Linked DNA regions of Mus musculus: regions 1 and 3 are each linked to region 2. The links are chromatin contacts, called in public Micro-C and promoter capture Hi-C maps. All regions are on one chromosome and are shown on one strand. Each heading gives the region's core, a stretch centred on a gene start, on an enhancer-like site or on the middle of the called end of the contact. The rest is flanking DNA. Distances are from core to core; before and after follow the strand shown. Region 1 overlaps Mphosph8 (M-phase phosphoprotein 8). Region 2 holds the start of Gja3 (gap junction protein, alpha 3). Region 3 holds the start of Pspc1 (paraspeckle protein 1).

Region 1 (4,230 bases), core at 497-2,996, 370 kb before region 2:
ACATACACACAAAATCCTAAAGATATTTTTTCTGATTACTTACAAGAATATTATAGTAAGCAACCTAACCTAAGTGGATCCTTAAGTCATTGTTCTTTAGTGATTTCTTCTTGAAATAGCATGACTGAAGAGTCTTGCTTCTAAAATGTTTCTGATTAAAGACTAACAAGGTTTCACTAACACAGGATTCTACTGGGATGACCCTGGTGATGTTGGCTGCAGCAGGCGGTCAGGACGACCTCCTCAGACTCCTTATCACCAAAGGTGCAAAAGTGAATGGGCGCCAGAAAAACGGGACTACAGCCCTCATTCATGCCGCTGAGAAGGTTTGAGACTTGACTCCATGAAGGGAAACTGAGAATCTTTTTTTGTAGTGAAATATAATGGTCACATGTCATGTAGCCTTACTTTGTACTTTTAGTGGGTCTGTGATGTGAATTTCTGCTATTAGCAGTACTTTGTAATCAGATTTAAAGTGTGACTTGCCTAATCGGCAATTTGTAGTAAGCACAACTTCTAGCTACACTGCCAATACTTATTTCAGTCTTAAATGATTTAGAGGACTCATAGGTAGAGTTTCTCACATGGAAGCTACAGGGTAGACGGCAGGTGGCACTTGCTGACAAATCAGTGAGGGACTAGACTCAGGAGGTGGCTTCTGTGGCCCTCCAGTGAAAATCAGGGAGACAGTGTCCAGCCACCTGCATGGAGTTGAATCTGTGAGTCTTTTTCCTTGTTACAAAACAGCTAGAAGGAAGGTCTTGTCTTTTAAGGAAATCTTGGGACTAAATTTGTTTGTTTTTTTCTTCTCCATTAATTTACTCACTTTTGTTTCCTGTTTTTTAATAGAACTTTTTAACAACTGTAGCTATTCTTTTGGAAGCTGGAGCTTTTGTGAATGTTCAGCAAAGCAATGGTGAGACTGCGCTCATGAAAGTAAGTCAAGTTTCACAGTGGCTATGTATGTGGGTGCTGCAGACTGGGAAAGGCAGAGAGACAAAGCCATCTCTGGAAGTCAGGATCTCCCATAGAATAGAAGTGGGTCATCAAAGCAGGAGAGTATGGTAGATCAGTGATGTATGGGACATGCTCAGTCTAAGGGACCCAGCAAGAGTCATGGGAGCTGGGGGTTGTAGGTGCTGAGTCAGCAGGAGTTGGGGAGATGCAAGGAACTGCAAGTGTTTCAGTGAATGATAACTCTATGCTACAAGTAGAAGGCACTGGAAAGAGGCAGACAGATCCAAGATTGCACAATGTGCAGTTTACAGATGTCTTGGGTGGTTTCTAGCCACGTGGATGCTTATATCTCAAAGCAGAAGGAAGAGTTTGTCTGCTAAGCTAGACAGAGAGAGGCTTTTCTAGTATCAATTAATACATCTAGTGCCAGTTCAGAAATTTATATCAGAGGTCCATACACATTAGGTGAATGCCTTAATGACTTTGTCTAGCATGAGTCAGGTCACGTGCAAAAGGTGTAGTGACAATACAATCAAGGTCACTGTAGTCACATGAATAGGTTTAGACACCCGAGAGGAGGAGAGGATTATATGCTCTCATTATTTTGTATTTTGTAACTCCATCTCCTGTGGAATTATGTTTTGAGTTGAAGGTTATTGAGTTTGTGCTGTTCCCAACCACCCTTCTTGTATCTTTGAATGGTAGGTTGCAAGTTCCTCACTAGCCTCAGCCTAGAGTGACTCATTCCTCTCTCTGCAGGAGTTCTAGGTTTCTGCTTCATAGTGCTGCTGTGACTCAGCAGATCCAGTTGTCCGTAGCTGGCTCTGTCTTATTTCTTCCCTGAGGTACAGCTTTGCATAAGCTGTGATCTGAGCTGGGATTTCTCTGCAATGCCAAGTTCTCTCCTGTCAGGTGTGAGCAGTGCATTGGATTGCAGTACAGCCCCAGGCTTGTCCTGAACCTTGTGTTCTATAATCTGCATCTTTCTCCTGGGCCTCCTATCAGACCCTTAAGGCCTAAGCCTTGATCATTGCTTTGTGATTCCTCACTATGACTGATTTGGGTTTGTGTAAATAGTCTTTTATTCAGGAGTCTAAGCTTACGTGGTCTTTCTGTGTGTGTGTGTGTCTGCCTGTTATTATCACGTAAGTACACCAAGGTGGCACTCAGTAATGTCTTACTGAGAACCTGCTAGACGGCAGGCACACCTCAGTAGAAGAAAGAGCACGGGAGCAGAGAGGGGCAGGGGTATGCTAGCGTTTTCTACAGGACCATCCAGGGTTGGGAGTATTCTAAGGGCACTTGGAGAAGTTCCCAGATTAAAGGGTGGGTTTGTTCTAATGCTCCTTAGTTCACTACGGAGTGCATTTGGGAAAAGACAAGCAGTTTGTAGACCTGGAAGGAGGTTCCTGAAATAAGTGATATTAGTAATATTAGTCTGAACCTACATTTCCAGAGTTAGGGAGCTCTGGCACTGGGCATCAGCTGTGAGAACCATTGAAAGGTGAAAGGCAGTTGGAACCATGAAGGCCTAAAGAACCTGGAGAGGGTGTCCTAGCAGGTACCCTGGGCACTGAGCTGTTCCTCACAGCAGCCTCTAGTTTACTACTTCACAACTGTCTGTTGCCAGTGCTTGCTAATGCCTGTTCCCAGGTTTCTTCCCTTTCATTTATGAGGCTTTGTCCTCTTTCACCAAGAGCTGCTGCCAGACCCGTGTGGAGAAACTAAAGTTACTATGGTTTACAATGCCACTCCTCTTTCCTGCCCTAGGCATGCAAAAGAGGAAATTCGGACATTGTCCGCCTTGTGATTGAATGTGGAGCTGACTGCAACATTTTGTCAAAGCACCAAAATAGTGCATTGTACTTTGCAAAGCAGTGTAATAATGTGCTTGTATATGAACTGCTGAAGAGCCACTTGGAGACGTAAGTGTCAGGCGAACGAACGTACCATGGTTAAGTCAGAGTGGGAAAAATTTATTGAACACATCATATTTGGAATGGTTTGTGTAGGAAATGTTCAGAAAAGATGATCTGCAGGGATTCTCTCTTCAGTAGATTATGAATTTAGTAAGTGGCATATATATTACTTCCATATGAGTTACCAAAATCTTAGAAAACCCAGGGAAATCTTAAAATGTTAGTCTAGGACTGGAGATGTAGCTCAGTTGGAAAAGAGCTTACCTAGAATGTACACAGTCCTGGGGTAGACCAAAGCCAAGCCTATAATAGCAGTACTTAGGACATTAGAGCAAAAAGAAGATCTAGAAATTAGGGTAGAACTAGGGTAGATCTAGAACTTGGATACATAGCTAGTTGATGGCCAGCCTAGACGAGACTATGTAAAACTGTAATAAGTTAACATCTCCTCTTAATTTGGTAAAACTGTGTGTCTGTGTGCATGCCCACCCCTGCATCAACCAGAGACTGACTTCTCTCCCTCTTTTATTCTCTATTTGTATATTTTTCAAGTGAATTCTGAAGCATATTTTGTTAGGAATTTATGTCTTTATCACTGAAGAATTCTTTTGATGGGCTAGGATGTGATTTTGTGGTAGAGTTTCCATCCCGGGGCCCACGTAATATTTTAGCAACACCTGCCAAAAACACTGCTAGAGAGGATGAAGTCCTTATTTACCCAGGTAACAGCCCCAGACCTTAGCTTGTAAACTAGACACCAGGTATAGGCAGGGGGCACATATTGTAAACAAAGTAAGATTTAGGCAAGGGACTATGTTGCATCTTGCCTGTTGTGCCTACTGGAAAGCCTGTCCTGGACATTTCCCATAAAGAATTCCTGAAGCCAGTTCTGAGGATCTGCCCGTGCAGTGGCCAGCCGTCTTCCTTTGTCAGGACTTAGGAGCGCTCATTCCTAATTTTTCATTCATGCATTAGACAAGTGCTAAGGGAATTTTTTTGCCGGACACTGTTTCAAAGGTTAATATTATGAAGACAGAAAAGGCTGCCCTTGTGCACCCCCTGTTCCAGTGAGAGAAGAGCATGAGAAGGAAATTGAAGGGCCACAGACAGGAGAGGAAAGCCAAGAGAGGCCAGAGTCGTACAGGTCCTTTCCACAAAGGCAGTGCTGAGTTGTGAGGTCAGACATAATTGCAGCTACTCAGGCACTTAAAGCATACAGACTGTAAACTCAAGCCGTACTTGGGCTACAGAATGAGTTAAAGGCCAGCCTAGGCAATGTAGTGAAATCCTGCATCAACATAGAAAAATGAAGAGAGGTTGGAGAGGTGGTTAAGAGAGAACCAGGATTTAGCAC
Region 2 (3,827 bases), core at 282-2,781:
GTTAGACATGCTTTCAAGCAATGCAGGATGTAGTCCCAGTTTCTACATACGTCAGGCTGGCTGCAAGGAAGTTCCAAACCCATCATATGTCATTCAGCTATGAAAAATGAACAGAAAACCCTAAAATTTTAGTGCTGTTCAGAAAAAAAAATTGGTTAAAATTCTTTCCTTATCGACAAAGAGTCAACTTTTGTTTCCTGCCATTTTAAAGTCCGACCACTTCCAGCCACGTGCTGGTCAGCAAACTGCACTGTCTGTCCCCGTGGGACCGTTTTGTAAACTGCTTCACACTACAGGGCAAAGCATTGCCCTGTTTGATGCTTATCTCAACAGAGGCCAAACTGCTGAGCCAGGAGACTTTGTGCCAAGTTAGCTCTTTACTTTGAACACAACTGATATTTAGAAAAGCCCCTCCCTTACTCCAGTTTAATCTTTCCATGTTTGTCTTGCAATATATTTCACGGCACGACAGAAGGGCAGTGTGTGAAGTGATGCACAGATTACAGATCGTCATAGTTTTGAATTCCAAGAGAGAGCCTGTGCACAATTCACTTCCTGGCTGTTTTACACAGCCGCTGTTAAGTGGCACGTTTTGGAGGCGTCGTGATAAAAGGAAAACTGGAGAGCTGAAGCCCTTTTCACATTATTCAGGTACCAAGACGGCTGATCAAGAGAGTGAATTCTAGTTACCTGTGTAAAGAGTGGACAGAAAGCAAACAGCTGCCCGCCACTGGAATTTAATGTCACTACAAGTCTCTTAATGAAAAGATTATTGTAGAAGGCAGCTAAGGGCGCTCTTCCAAACATGTACAGTCTTTACTCGTGTGCACCGCCACACACGTACAGATCAAGAAGCTGGGTCGTGGTACTAACAACTAAAGTATTTAAGAAGAAAATAAACTTCTAAAAGTTTTTTTTTCTGAGAAAAGTGGGCCCTCCTTGTTTCTTTCCAATCAAACACTACAAATGTACCCCGCCACTTGCAGGCCACTTGCAGGTTAAAATGACCTTAGGATCCCTGCTGTTTGGGGATAGGGACTGGTTGCTTTCCCCAACCCAAGGGCAAACCATCTCGACCCAGCTTTGACCGTCCATTAAAGAGAGCAGGCGCTCCGCCCAGGTCTTTAGGAGTCTAGAAGAACAGTAATCTTTCCCAAAGTTTCCCAAGGCTCAGCTCCCCAGCCCTACTGCACCCCACAACAATCCAAAGAATCACGAAAGCCTCCCAAGATCGGGGAGCAACAGGGCCTTGCCCAGGGGTGACAGCGCCGCGTCCCGCCACCCCTGGTGCTGTCGGGTCCCCAATATGGCCCTGGAACTCCCAGTTTGCCTTACCCCGCTCGGCCGCGGCGGCACCGGCGCTCCTCGCCCAGTCGGGCTCGGCCTGCTCTGTAAAGGAGGCTCCCTCTTTACTCGTGCGGTGCCCCTTCTTCCCACGAGCGCCCCGCGCTAGGGCCGGGCCTCTCCGCCCCGGCCGCCATCCCCACCACCGCGGTACGCACCGCACTTGGCGCCCCACGCCGCTGCCCTGTCGCCCCGCCACGCCCTCGCCACCTCCCACTCTGCCAGCCACGCCTCCCCGCATCCCACAGGCCACGCCCCTGCGCCCCTCACCGGGTCCCGTCTGGGGAAGCTGGCACCTGCCCCCTCCTCGCGCGCCCACATCCTCGGGCGCCACCTGCACCCCAGTGCGCACCACGCGCGCTCCTCGTCCGGGCTCTCTCAGCTCCGCCGATCCGCCGCAGGTGTCGGATGGGGTTCCCGGCCGCAGACACCCGAGGGCCGGGTCCTATAGGGCAGGAGTGGACAGCCGGGGCGGGAGCAAGGCACAACCGACTGCCAGAGCGGCCTGGGCGCTGCGCGCGTGGGCGTCGGGAGGGCGCCTCGGTCGCGCCCGGGTGTCGCCGCCTGGGGATGCAGACTTGTTCCTCGGGCGAGTCCCAGCCGGAATCCTGTCTCACCCTGTCGGATAGAGACGCCCCCGCGGGCAACAAGCTATAAATAGCGGCCGCCAGCCTGCTTCCAGGCGGACACAAATTAGCCGACAGCTCCACGGATTCTAATTTTTTTAAATTAACTTGTTCCAAGGCGCTTGAAACTTGGCATGGCCTGAAGTGTTGGGGAAGATGTCCCTGCGGGCAAGTTGTTCCAGACGGTCTTGGGGATGGGATGGCAGAGTGTGGTCCGGTTAGCTTGTCCGCATCGGGGTGAGGCTTTTAATGTGTCTAACCCTCGGAGTTTCTCTGAGAGTCATAAGACACCGACACCGAGAGGGACAGAATCTTGGCCTTGTCCATTTCCTCTGGCTTCCTAGGGTCTAACAGGACTTGAACAGCAGCTAATCATTAGTAAATAATAATTCACTGAATGTTGGTGGCAGTTTTAGAAGGGATCCCCAAAGTCCCTTTATGAGTGATGGATTTATTTTAGGAATAAGGGAAAATGTGCATTTCTGGTTGTTTTACAGTCCCCCTAAAGACCTATTGCTTCATTAAAAAGTTTGGCTCTATTTGGGTTTGCAATCCGCTGACTTTGAAGAATTCAGTCGTTCTGTTCGAGTCTGAATTTAAGCGTATTCCAACGAGAAAGAAAACAAAGCTTATGAAGAGACGTGAAGCCGGTCTCCTGCAGGACTTGGTAACACATGGATACAGTTTTGTTTTATTTCGTTTTGTCTCTTAGACAGGGTCTCCGGGAGCGGGACCTGGTCTCAACCGGAACCTCCTGCAGACATCCCAGGGCCGTGATGGCAGCCTGCACTGCACACCTGCCTAGGTTCTTTTGAAATCCAGAAATGTTATTCTAGAAGGTTTTATTTTTCTGTTGTTTTTATTCTCTCCAAGAAATACAAGAATACTTCTCCCCACAGAAGCATCAGAAGTATTAAAAGACTTGCACCGTCTTGGACAAACTCTAGTATTGTATTGGTAAAGCCAGAAGTATAATAATGATTTGCAACTTTTTATTGGAAATAGATTTAAAATGTGTAACTGCAAATACCCTTTGCACACCCACTTCATAACACAGTTCAAGAGTGGAAAGGTGGAAGTAATCTAGATGCTCCCAGAAAGATGGATGGGCGCACAGATGAGGTTTTAAGTGCTGTAAAATATTGTTTGGCCTTAGAAAAGAACATGAATGTACAATTGATATGAAGATAGATCATATGGCAATGAAAAAGCCAGCTACAACAGGAACAGATGCTGTCTGAGTTAACATATAAGACGTGCGTGCTGTCAAACTAAAGCCAGGTAAATATAGTTTCAGCATTTGAGACTCAGGCGGTTTGGTGGGAATTTGAGACTGTCTTGAGGCAGATGGGGGAAACTCTGTTTAAAAATCAAAACAAGCATAGAGACTGAGGTATGGAAGCACACACCTGTTATTCCAGCACGTGGGAAGTGGAGGTGGAAAGATTGGGAGTTCAAGGTTAGCCCGGACTGCCTGAGATCCTTTCTCAAAAAAAAAAAAAAAAAAAAAAAAGGTATTAAGTTCCTGGGACTCATGGAGTGGAGAACGCAGAGTTAGTGGTGGGTGTGGGATTTCAGTTCTGGAAACAGAATGGGAGGCATTTGCAGTGTGGATGTGCTTAAAGCCACAGGAACTGCGTGCTTAAAATGAGGAAGACGATTTTATATATATATATATATATATATATATATATATATATATATATATATATATGAACATTTTACATGATATTATGCAAAGACAAAAAAGACTTGCACTTGTCATAATACATATTTTCTAGGTGACAACCAATACAATCACTACATGGTTTAATAGTTGGCTGTAAAAGTTTGCTTCTTGTTGGATTTTTAACAAAG
Region 3 (3,997 bases), core at 781-3,280, 280 kb before region 2:
CCCTTAAAAAGGGGAGTTGGGAAATCTCTAGAAATACAAACCAGGCAAAATTCATATCAGTTTTAAAGCCATTCTACTATCTACTTATTAAGTCACTGTATATCAATATTTATAATCACACATACTATACAATTATATGTATTTCCAATTGAAACATAGACTTAAGCAATACTTAGAATTTATAAATTTACCTGCTATGCACAGAATTCAGATTATACTGTAAAATTACTTAAGAAGATTAATTTCTGTAAGTTAACTAGTTTCCAATTAACAGGTCTTTTTATTCCTACACAAAAAAACTCTGGGTGCCAGATTTAGAGGAACACATCTTCCGTCATACCCCCATCCTGCTTTTCAGACAGAGTCTCTCTATTTAGTCCTGGCTGTCTTGAAACTTGCTATGCAGTCCAAACTGACCTGGAACTCACAAGAGATCATCCCACCTCTGCCTCCTCAGAGCTAGGATTAAAAGTGTGTGCCACTGGGCTGGAGATGGCTCAGAGGTTAAGAGCACCGACTGCTGCCGGGCGGTGGTGGCGCACCCCTTTAATCCCAGCACCCAGGAGGCAGAGGCAGGTGGATTTCTGAGTTCGAGGCCAGCCTGGTCTACAAAGTGAGTTCCAGGACAGCCAGGGCTACAGAGAAACTCTGTCTTGAAAAACCAAAAAAAAAAAAAAAAAAAAAAAAAGAAGTATGCGACTTGCAATTAACATATCAGGCATAAGCTTGGTGGTGGTAGCGCAGGTGCGCCTTTAATGTCAGAGCTCGGCTGGGACAAGCAGATCTGAGTCTGAGGCCAGCCTAGTTTACAGAGTGAGAGTTCCATGACAGCCAGGGCTATATAGAGAAACCCTGTCTGGAAAAACCAAAAATAAATGAATGAATGAATGAATGAATAGTGCTTCAAGCCGACAAACTAGGCATTTTTTTTTTTTACCTAATTGGATTTTTTTTCTTTACTTAAATTTAAGAGGGTATAGGATAATATTTTAATGCTAGGATAAGTCAAATACACGGTAGCACCCACCCTTGGCCCCAATTACTCTCAGGAGTTTGCAGACCTGGATGGCTTAGCGTAGACAGCACGCAATGCAGAGACAGAAGGCGAATACTTGCTAGGATGCAGAAGAAACCCCGGGCCTTGAGCATGCTAATGCTGGGCCAGGTTCTGCCACAGAGCTACACCACTCGACACATCCCCTTGAAAGCAAAAGGAAGCTGTGGATCATTCTGGTGAGGGAACAAATCCGCTGCTGAAATTCCTCAAGTTCATCCCCAATTCACCTCCGTGACAACAAAATTTGTCGCGCAAGACCGTCCACCCAGACGCCGCTGGTCCTCCTTGACCCCGCCCCCTGCGATAGCAGCGCGCTCCCGAAGTGAGCCCCGGGCGACCGGCGACCAGCAGGACAGAAGCCCTGCGGCGCCCTCACGCCAAACCGCAGCCCCCGCAGCTTTTTTTTGTTGTTGTTGTTGTTTCCTCGCGCCCCGCCGCAGACTCACCAGGCGGATGAAGCCGAAGCCTCGGTCGCGGTTGATGAAGACCTCGCTGGGCTCTCCGTAGCGCTCAAAGAGGCGCTTGAAGTCCTCCTCCGTGATGTCTGTGGGCAGGTTACCCACGAAGAGGCGGCAGCGCTGCGTGTACGTCTTCTCGCCCGGCTTGAGGAAACTCTTGATGTCGATGGTGAAGCCCAATTCCTCGTCCGGGTGCTCCTCGGAAGGTGCGGGTGGCGGCGCCTGCTCGCCGGCCAGCGTCAGCGCCATGGCCGCCGCGGCCACCGGTTCGCTCTCTCCGGCCGCCGACTCCAGGGCGCGAAGACGAGCCGGGTTTTTCTCAATACGTACTTGCTTCAGGTTTCCTCTTAACATCATCTTAGCAAGTTCGCTTGGGATGCTGGATGAGGCCTAGACGTCAAGGTACACACGTCTCCACATGTATCTATGGAAACGAAGCAAGGAAAGCCAGGTAACGGAGGGAAGCCCAGCCTCCCCGCAATCACGCCCGCGGTGGCCGAACGCTCAAAATGGCGCTGCTTCAAACTGCAGTTGGAAGAAGAGACGCGGGCAAGAGTCCCGCCCCTCCACGGCGCGCCTGCGCAAATCCCATACCCGCGAACCGTTTGCTAGCATGGCGCGTGCGCAAACTGTGGCGAGCCTTAGAGTCCACTCCTAGGGACATCGCAACCTAAGATAGTGCAGACTATTGGAGGAGGGGGTTGTTTTGTTTTCTTGCTCTATGCAACTGGAAGAGTATGGACATGTATATCCGAGGCTGACCTTAGCTTTCGACCCTCCGGACTCAGCCCTGGGACACCTAGGTCAGACACTACAAGTGAAGTGTTAGTACCAGTACACTCCATCCTGGCCTAACTATATAACCCTTGACCTGCGTTGCCAGGACAACGACCCTCAATCCCACAATCCACTTGGCTCAGTTCCCACCCTCACTGGTGTGACGTCATTTTCCGTATAAATGGGGGGGGGGAAGGAATTACCACCACCCTTCTCTTTCTCTCACCCCTCTTTCTTTTTCCTTTTCTCTGCCCTTCTACCCGCTTCGCCGCCCCCCTATCCCTACACAATAAACCTCTCCCACGTGGAACCACCTTGGCCTGGTCTGCTGTCTGGTCTATCTGCTCAAAATATATGTAGATTAATATTATCTGATATTAATTAACATATCATGAGGAACAAAGTATATGTGTACAATACGGTGTGAAAATACAATAATTTAGGGAATGTATTTGCCCTTTTAAATATTACGGCAACTATCATTGAATGGAAAAAGAAAAACTTGCATGTTATCGGCACTGGGTAGACAGGGAGGAAGATAGGCAGTTCAAGGTCAGCCTGGGCTACACAGCAAAGTGATATTAATAGAAAAAATGCTTCCTTTCATTTTTCTTGAGACAGGGTTTCTTTGTATAGCCCTAGCTGTCCTGGAACTCAGAGATCCACCCACCTGTGCTGGGATTAAAGGCATGAGCATATTTATACACAGCACTTAATAAAACAAATTTTCGAGGCAATTAAAAACACCTTTTAACAGGTATGGTAGCTTACACCTGTAATCCTAGCTAGCATTTGGGAAGCCAGAAAAAAACTAACAAAAATAATAAAGCTCTTAAAAATCATATTTCCTGATTAAGCAATCCAATGTTGGTTTTTTTCAGTGCTGGGAAATGAACTCGAGCTTTGCACACACCAGTGCTGAGCCCCACAGCCTCACAATCCAAGTTTCTGAAACAATCATGATTTTGCTTGGTTTAGTCTATATAGCCCAGGCAGTCCTGGAACTCTCTACCTAGACAAAGCTGGCCTTGAACTCACAGAGATCCTCCTGCCTGTGTTATCTTTGCCCCACTGCCTCTGCCTCCCAAGAGCTGTGTTTAAAGGTTCACACCACCCTGACTGTGTTGTGGATTATTAACTTCAGAGTAGAATTTCCTGGAATAGATTATAAAATTAATACAGACAGACCATGAACTCCTATGGACCAGACACCAGGCTTAAGTATCACAAACTTACTCTGTAAGGATTCAGGTAGGAAAAAGTTTAAGAAGTGTGGGCAATTCTGAACCTCTCACCTCAATCCCCTCCCATACAAATCCCAGCATATACAAGGTGTATCTTCAAAGACCACAAAAAGTAATTAAACTCACATACCACTCTACAAGGTGTTCATCAGTTTCTCATGAAAGTAGACTTTTTTTTTTCTTAACAATATGAAACTCGGGAGCTAGAGCGATGGCTCAACTCTTAAGGCACCAGTTGTTCTTGCAGAGGACCTGACATTCAACTCCCACAGGGCTGCTCCCAACCCAGTTGTATGGATCTGACTGATACCCTCTTCAGGCCTTGGGCACGTGACACACACATGACACACACATACAGGCAAAACACTCATACTTACAAAGTAACTGCTTGTTTTGTTTTTTGTTTTTCAAGACAGGGTTTCTCTGTGTGGCCCTGGATGTCCTGGAATTCACTCTGTAGA

Evidence for each region. Promoter capture Hi-C pulls out the DNA fragments that hold promoters and counts their contacts. Hi-C and Micro-C count contacts between places; a contact is called where the count stands out from the background.
Region 1: a promoter capture Hi-C map of stem cell-derived epiblast-like cells shows a contact between it and region 2, with 2.6 times the contacts expected there. The contact joins the enhancer-like site here to the promoter of Gja3 in region 2. A contact is called at or near these places in 6 of 39 promoter capture datasets (the C10 cell line, embryonic stem cells, hippocampal neurons and 3 more), 1 of 15 datasets of contacts at CTCF or cohesin (embryonic stem cells), 6 of 484 Hi-C or Micro-C datasets (embryonic stem cells, nephron progenitors and uterus) and 1 of 9 other capture datasets (embryonic stem cells).
Region 3: a Micro-C map of embryonic stem cells shows a contact between it and region 2, with 3 times the contacts expected there. The contact joins the promoter of Pspc1 here to the promoter of Gja3 in region 2. A contact is called at or near these places in 2 of 484 Hi-C or Micro-C datasets (both in embryonic stem cells).

What each region holds. Positions count from the first base shown.
Region 1 is chr14:56,688,180-56,692,409 of GRCm38.p6, forward strand. It overlaps Mphosph8 (M-phase phosphoprotein 8), which reads left to right. Exons shown (of 14, transcript NM_023773.2): 8 at 186-326; 9 at 850-936; 10 at 2,728-2,882. Among named protein-coding and RNA genes, the nearest start is that of Gm16973, 11 kb to the right of the region's middle. Within about 2 kb of position 1,747, at least 70 of the 459 cell types and tissues checked have an H3K27ac peak or open chromatin away from gene starts, as enhancers often do. A contact at or near this core is called in stem cell-derived epiblast-like cells, where this site is marked.
Region 2 is chr14:57,056,192-57,060,018 of GRCm38.p6, forward strand. Gja3 (gap junction protein, alpha 3) reads right to left here and starts at 1,532. Exons shown (of 2, transcript NM_001271623.1): 1 at 1,336-1,532.
Region 3 is chr14:56,776,288-56,780,284 of GRCm38.p6, forward strand. Pspc1 (paraspeckle protein 1) reads right to left here and starts at 2,031. Exons shown (of 9, transcript NM_025682.4): 1 at 1,504-2,031. The coding sequence starts at 1,872.